Regions from separate parts of the Mus musculus genome. Here region 2 is linked to region 1. Evidence: chromatin contacts called from public Hi-C data. All regions are on one chromosome and are shown on one strand. Each heading gives the region's core, a stretch centred on a gene start, on an enhancer-like site or on the middle of the called end of the contact. The rest is flanking DNA. Distances are from core to core; before and after follow the strand shown.

Region 1 (3,090 bases), core at 235-2,734:
TTTTAAAAAATGGGATCAGATACTCTCTTCTGGTGTGTCTGAAGACAGTGACAGTATACTCATACACATAAAAATAAAAAATTTAAAAGAAAAAGCCGGGCGTGGTGGCACACGCCTTTAATCCCAGCACTTGGGAGGCAGAGGCAGGCAGATTTCTGAGTTCGAGGCCAGCCTGGCCTACAGAGTGAGTTCCAGGACAGCCAGGGCTACACAGAAAAACCTTGTCTCGGAAAAAAAAAAAGTGGAAGCAAATCAAATGTTTGTCAGTTGCTCACTAGAACTGTGGACACGCGGCAAGAAATGGTGCATCCAACACTCAAAGCCATGACGCCGAGAGAAAGATTACCCATAAGCACATGCTGTATCGCTCCAGTAACCAGGGCTGCTAGGGTTGGTAGAGCACCCACCGTGGACACAGAGCAGCCCCAGCACCGCTCCAGGCAGCCCTAGTTCCTTCCCTTCCTCATTCTGGTACCTGCTCAGGCACTCAAGCAGAGGGGCTTTCCAATTCCTTTCTGTAACTCATTTTTCCAGGACAAACGTACAGAAGATGGAACGGTGGCAACATGCCTCCATCTGCCCTGACATTTCAGGACTTTGATTCCCTCATAAGCCACTGTTGACTCGGGAAATCTCCTGCCGGAGTGTAAATGGCTGTCTTATGGCAAGGAGAGGTTGCCCCCCTGGGACCTGAAGCTTTGACCTTAGACAGATGTGGTAGGGGTAGATGCCTTTATCCATCCCATGGGGGCAGGGCTCCCCGTGCTCCCCCAAAGAGACCACAGGTCAGAGCCTCCCCATTCACTTGGGTTTTGCAAGCCAATGAAAATTTAGTCCCATGAATAAAAGCCCCTTGTCCAGAGTTCTGAGCCCTAATCCTCTTACGTATCCCCAGCGGAAAGCCGGAGCTGGTGGCAGAAGGAACTGTCTGATTCTCTGCCAAGCTAGTCCTTTGTCCCACACTCTGGTGCCAACTGCATCTCATCACAGAGGGCTGCTGCCCCTGCCAAGCTGCCCAACAACCAAGTATGATTGTCCCTGATGCTGAAGTGGTCAGAATGCGAGCTCTGAATCAGGGCTTGAATGGCACAGGTGGGTCTGAGGACTCATCTTGTCCCAAGAGAGAGAGAGAGTCATAGGATACTTGAGAGCCCCAGCCACACCCAGTGTATCCTGGCCAAGGGTTCTGCCTCCCTCTCCTGGAGTCTTGGATTTTTCTTCAAGCAACAAAGGATGTTCAGTTAGATTGGGTGTTCACAGGGTCTCTCTTGTCTCATTGAGTCCTTTAGGAAACTCAGATAAAACCCAGCTTATGACTGAGGCTGGCAGGTACCATCAGAGGGACAGACATCCCTGTAGCATGAAGAAATAACACATTGTGGTCACAAAGAGACTCACTCCTCTGCCAGACTAGGAAGTCGAGTTACAGGGTGTTGATAGGTAGGCAGGAGAGACAGGGGAGTGGAGAGGGGTGGGGGTGAGAGGGATGTAGTATCCTGAGGCCCTTCGGGGAGCAGCTGGCAATGGGGCATGGAAACTGTGAAGTGTGTGTGAAGCACCGAAGGCCCACACGTCTGAAATGAAGTATAAGTCACCAGGGGTCAGGGCTTCAGGATGCCTGGGGCCAATGTATTTAGTGAGGGAGGAGTTAGTAATTTAAGAAAAAAGATTTTTTTTAAAGTCAATGAATTAAAAGGAAAATAAAGAAAGATAAGTGGGGCATGGTGGCACACACCTTTAATCCCAGCACTTGGGAGGCAGAAGCAGGTGGATTTCTGAGTTCGAGGCCAACCTGGTCTACAAAGTGAGTTCCAGGACAGCCAAAGTGAGTTCCAAGACAGGCAGGGCTACACAGAGAAACCCTGTCTCAAAAAACCAAAAAGAAAAAAAAAAAAAAAGAAAAGAAAAAAGAAAGAAAGAAAGATAAATACGAGGCACTCACTTAGAATTGTAGCACTCCAGAGGAAGGGGACAGCAGAGTCAATAGTTCAGAATCGTCCTTAACTACATGCAAGTCTGAGATCAGCCTAGGTAGGCTATGTGAGACTCTGTTTCAAAAAAAAAAAAAAAAATCAAACATGTTTTTCAGTCCTGAGGCCATGGGGAGCCACAGGTTACTGTGAATACATGGTCCAAGTCTTCATACCACACCCATCCAGTACTCAAATGGCACAGAAATGCCACCAACCTTGGGAACAGTTCATGGTTATGTAGCCAAAGGTCTTAGACTCTCCCAACCACAGGCCAAGGCCTAAGCCAAGGCTGGGACTGCATCTTCAGTTTGTTTGTTTGTTTGTTTGTTTGTTTGTTTATTTGAGACAGGGTTCCTCTGTGTAGCCCTGGCTGTCCTGAAACTCACTTTGTAGACCAGGCTGACCTCAAACCCAAAAATCCGCCTGCCTCTGCCTCCCAAGTGCTGGGATTAAAGGCGTGCGCCACCACTGCTGGGCGCATCTTCAGTTCTGCTCTAAGTGAACACACAGTGAATCCACGGGACTGGACAATTCTAGGGCAGAAGGAAAGGTTTGTGGGAGATCAAACTGCCAATGTCTCTCTTGGAGGTTAGAGAGAAGCAAATGTCAGAAAAGCAAGGGGATTTTAGGACAGCAGGTTGGGGATCATGGGCTGACACAGGCCGCTGGAATGACTGGAAACCAGATGCACTTACCTGAGGGAGCAGATTAAGGGAGCAAGGTATTGGTGAAGAGAATCAGGCCTTATGAGATTTCTGAGGAATGCTGGATTTGAGCTTCTGTTTATCCAATAACTTTTCCTGTTTACTCTTGAGGCCCCCCCCCCCCCCCAGCACAGCTGTGGCCAGTTTGTTCCATACCTGTCAGCTATTTCATATTGTTGCTGTAATATGCCTGCCAGTCAATGACACAGAAAAATAACTCAACTCAGAGAAGGGCCATGCTGATTACATACCCTGTTAGGTTCTGTATGAGGCTTGTTAATCTTAAGAAATTCCACAAAGCTTTGTGTAGGACCCATCAAATTAAAGGTCAATATGAACTATTATGTCTAAAATGGCTTGAGTTGGGGCCGACCACAGGGCAGCACTTCCTGCACCTGCATATAAGTTAATTC
Region 2 (3,001 bases), core at 412-2,911, about 13 Mb before region 1:
TCAAACTGCTGAGAGGACAAACGTTACTCTGGCTGCATCGAGGAAGAAAGGATACACTTCTCAGGGACAAGCAGGTAGGAGAGACAAGGCATGGCTGAGGTGCAAACAGTTGAGGAAAAACTCTGTGGGGTAACATTTAAACCTGGAGCATGATAGAGACAAGGAAGAACCAAGGCAAGTAGGGGTTCGACTGTACACCTCTTAGGGTTCCAAGTTCTTGTGTAACAAGATAAAGGATTATGCAGTGACTCAACTGTAACAGAAACAGAGACATTTCCAGGGAGGAACTGGCTGGAACAGTTTAGTAGCTCAGATAGTCCTACTGAACAGAGCTAGGGTTCTCATGTAATAGAGATATGTGCATAGTGTGGGCTTCTCCTTGGATGCTGTATCTGTGTATGTCATTGTCCAAACAACTTCATGCATTACAGGTCTCATTAGCACTTTAATTCTGTATCCAAGGTTGTGACGTTTAATAATATAATGAGTCACAATTCACCTTTAGACATTCAGGACCTGAGCCATGATGATGAAAGTCAGGTCCAGCCACTGTCAAATGATGGAAGGACCTCTATACAACGGCAGGAGTACTGTTCTGTCTGACTACATGAGGAGAGGAGAAGCAATCTGTTCAGTCATCCCTCAGGCCCTAGACTGGACACTTACCTCATAGCTGGGACTTTATTAGTTCTCAAGTTAGCTGTCCCCCTGCACCAGGAATATGGTATGAAGCACATTTTTTTGAGAAACAAAAGCAAATCACTATATACCTTCTCCTAAAGCAGATCTGTTGCTGTGTGTCATATAAGTGATGTGTGTCTGTGGTGTGTGCTATATAAGGAGACTGATGTGTGGATGTATGTGTATGTATATATGTGTGTGTGTGTGTGTGTATGTATGTGTGTGTGTGTTGTGTGGAGGGCTGTGTGTTTATATGTGAGGCATGAATGTATAATTAGATGTATATGGTATGTTCATATGTGGTTTGGTATATGCAATGTATAGGTGGTGCTGCATGTATATATGAGTGTGGTATGGCACACATATGCATTTGCATGCAATGAGAACCAGAACACATAAAGGCACTCAAAAAAGTGACCCATTTCTACCTTGTATGAACAGTCATGCTCCTTCAGAAGTAGAAATCTGAAAGAGTCCCTAGTTTTCCTGCAGGGCATCTCCATAACTTTCAAAAGTCCTTGCACTCTGAATTATTATCTACATAAACCAGTATGTGGGTCTCATGGAAGACAGGGAGGATTGGGGATCAAAGAGCTAACCCTTGGTGCCAAGATCAGCACAAAGAACGTCTATATTGCACATCACTGTGGGATAGGGAATGGGATCTAAGCCAGAACAAAGGGCTGGTAGCCCAGTTTGGCAGACAGCAAAGGACTCTGATTGTACAGCTATTTCAGACCACAGTCAGCCGCTCTCACAGATTTAGAAGGTACATGACTGTCACTCAGGAGGTGTTTGTTAAGCAGTGTCAGCAGAGCCTTTAGATACTTACAAGATAATTAAAGACATTGATAAAAAAGCAGACAATTAAGAATGGTCACGTGGCAGAACTGGGGTCCTCCTCTCCTACAGGGCTGAGGACCGCCTCTCCAGCTCAGGGATGAAGTCTCCCTCTCTAGGGCAGCACTGTTTCTGGGAGCAGCTGCCTGGCTCCATTCAAACTGACTGACCTCTTATGACTCAACTCTTGCCAAGAAGAAGTAGGCAAAAGGACTATGTGTAATTTGAAATCTAGTTCCCAATCTCCTCTGGCTTTCCACCTTCCCACTTCTCGGTAGGCCACTCCAATATCTTCAGCAACCTCAAAAGCCAGGGTTTGCAGATGGTAGCTGCTAGGATTTCACACCCTCCAGCATGGTGGGATTCATGGAGCAGAGCCCCTCACCCCATTCGCTCCTCCAGAGAGTTAGGTTGTCAGGAATGGTATTTGCTGTGTGAGACAGTGGAATTAAGCATTGATACCAATGCTGTATGTATGTATGTATGTATGTACACGCACTTGCATGAGGCGATGAGTACAGGTGTCCTCAGGGGCCACAAACTAGATCCCTGGAGCTGAAGTCACAGGTAGTTGTGTCACTTGACATGAGTGCTAGGAATCAAACACAGGTTCACTGCAAGTGCAGCAAGCTTTTTAAACCACCAAACCAGCTCTCTAGCCCACAGATACCAACATTTAAAAAAATGATTTATTTGTTTTATGTAGTGACTATACTGTCTCTGTCTTCAGACACACCAGAAGAGGGCATTGGATCTCATTACAGATGGTTGTGAGCCACCATGTGGTTGCTGGGAAATGAACTCAAGACCTCTGGAAGAGCAGTAGGTGATCTTAACTACTGAGCCATCTCTCCATCCCAGATACCAATTTTTTAAGCCTGAGGATAACTGACTGACAATGGAGACACAAGCAGACTGCTAGATTAGTGCAGCTATGGAGTCGCAAGGACTAATGAAATAACCACTGTCTAGATGCCACGAGCTGATGTCTAGATGCTTGTACTTAAAGAGAACTATTTCCTGGAGACAATATTGACTGACATCTCAGTTGGTTACTAACGATGGGAACGCTGGTGATACTTAAGCTCCCAGTGTTCAGATCAGCTTGTTTGTGATCTTTAGTATGGTGGGGAATTCTGCCCGATGCCACTTGACAAAACCCCTCTAATGGAAAGGACTTGTCCTTACTCTTGAGGAGTAACCTTGTGCGGTGTAGCCTGCCTCCTCTTTCCAGTGCAGTGCTACCAACACTTCTCATCCCAACCCCTGTGTCTCAATACACCCATGAAAGGAGATTCCTCTCTTAGGATCCAATCTCCTAATTCCAGTGCAGGCCATGCCTAAGGAATCCCAGACAGGCTCTTCAATGTCTGTGGAAAGGATGTCCTAGGGAAATTTCTAGAAACATTGTTAGTAAGCCCCATCCAACTCTTCAGCTTCCCCTTCCACAAACTTTTCTCAGTATGTGCAGCCAAGCCTG

What was found. Hi-C and Micro-C count contacts between places; a contact is called where the count stands out from the background.
Region 2: a contact with region 1 is called in a Hi-C map of cerebral cortex, with 10 times the contacts expected there. The contact joins two enhancer-like sites. A contact is called at or near these places in 1 of 39 promoter capture datasets (embryonic stem cells), 17 of 484 Hi-C or Micro-C datasets (bone marrow, cardiomyocytes, cerebellar granule neurons and 9 more) and 1 of 115 datasets of contacts at active chromatin or transcription factors (embryonic stem cells).

What each region holds. Positions count from the first base shown.
Region 1 is chr9:110,285,410-110,288,499 of GRCm38.p6, reverse strand. No RefSeq gene overlaps it. Among named protein-coding and RNA genes, the nearest start is that of Gm39429, 4.3 kb to the right of the region's middle. Within about 2 kb of position 1,484, at least 46 of the 459 cell types and tissues checked have an H3K27ac peak or open chromatin away from gene starts, as enhancers often do. A contact at or near this core is called in cerebral cortex and cortical neurons, where this site is marked.
Region 2 is chr9:123,465,906-123,468,906 of GRCm38.p6, reverse strand. All of the region lies in intron 1 of Gm40586 (a long non-coding RNA gene), which reads right to left. Among named protein-coding and RNA genes, the nearest start is that of Gm40586, 3.2 kb to the right of the region's middle. Within about 2 kb of position 1,661, at least 58 of the 459 cell types and tissues checked have an H3K27ac peak or open chromatin away from gene starts, as enhancers often do. A contact at or near this core is called in cerebral cortex and cortical neurons, where this site is marked.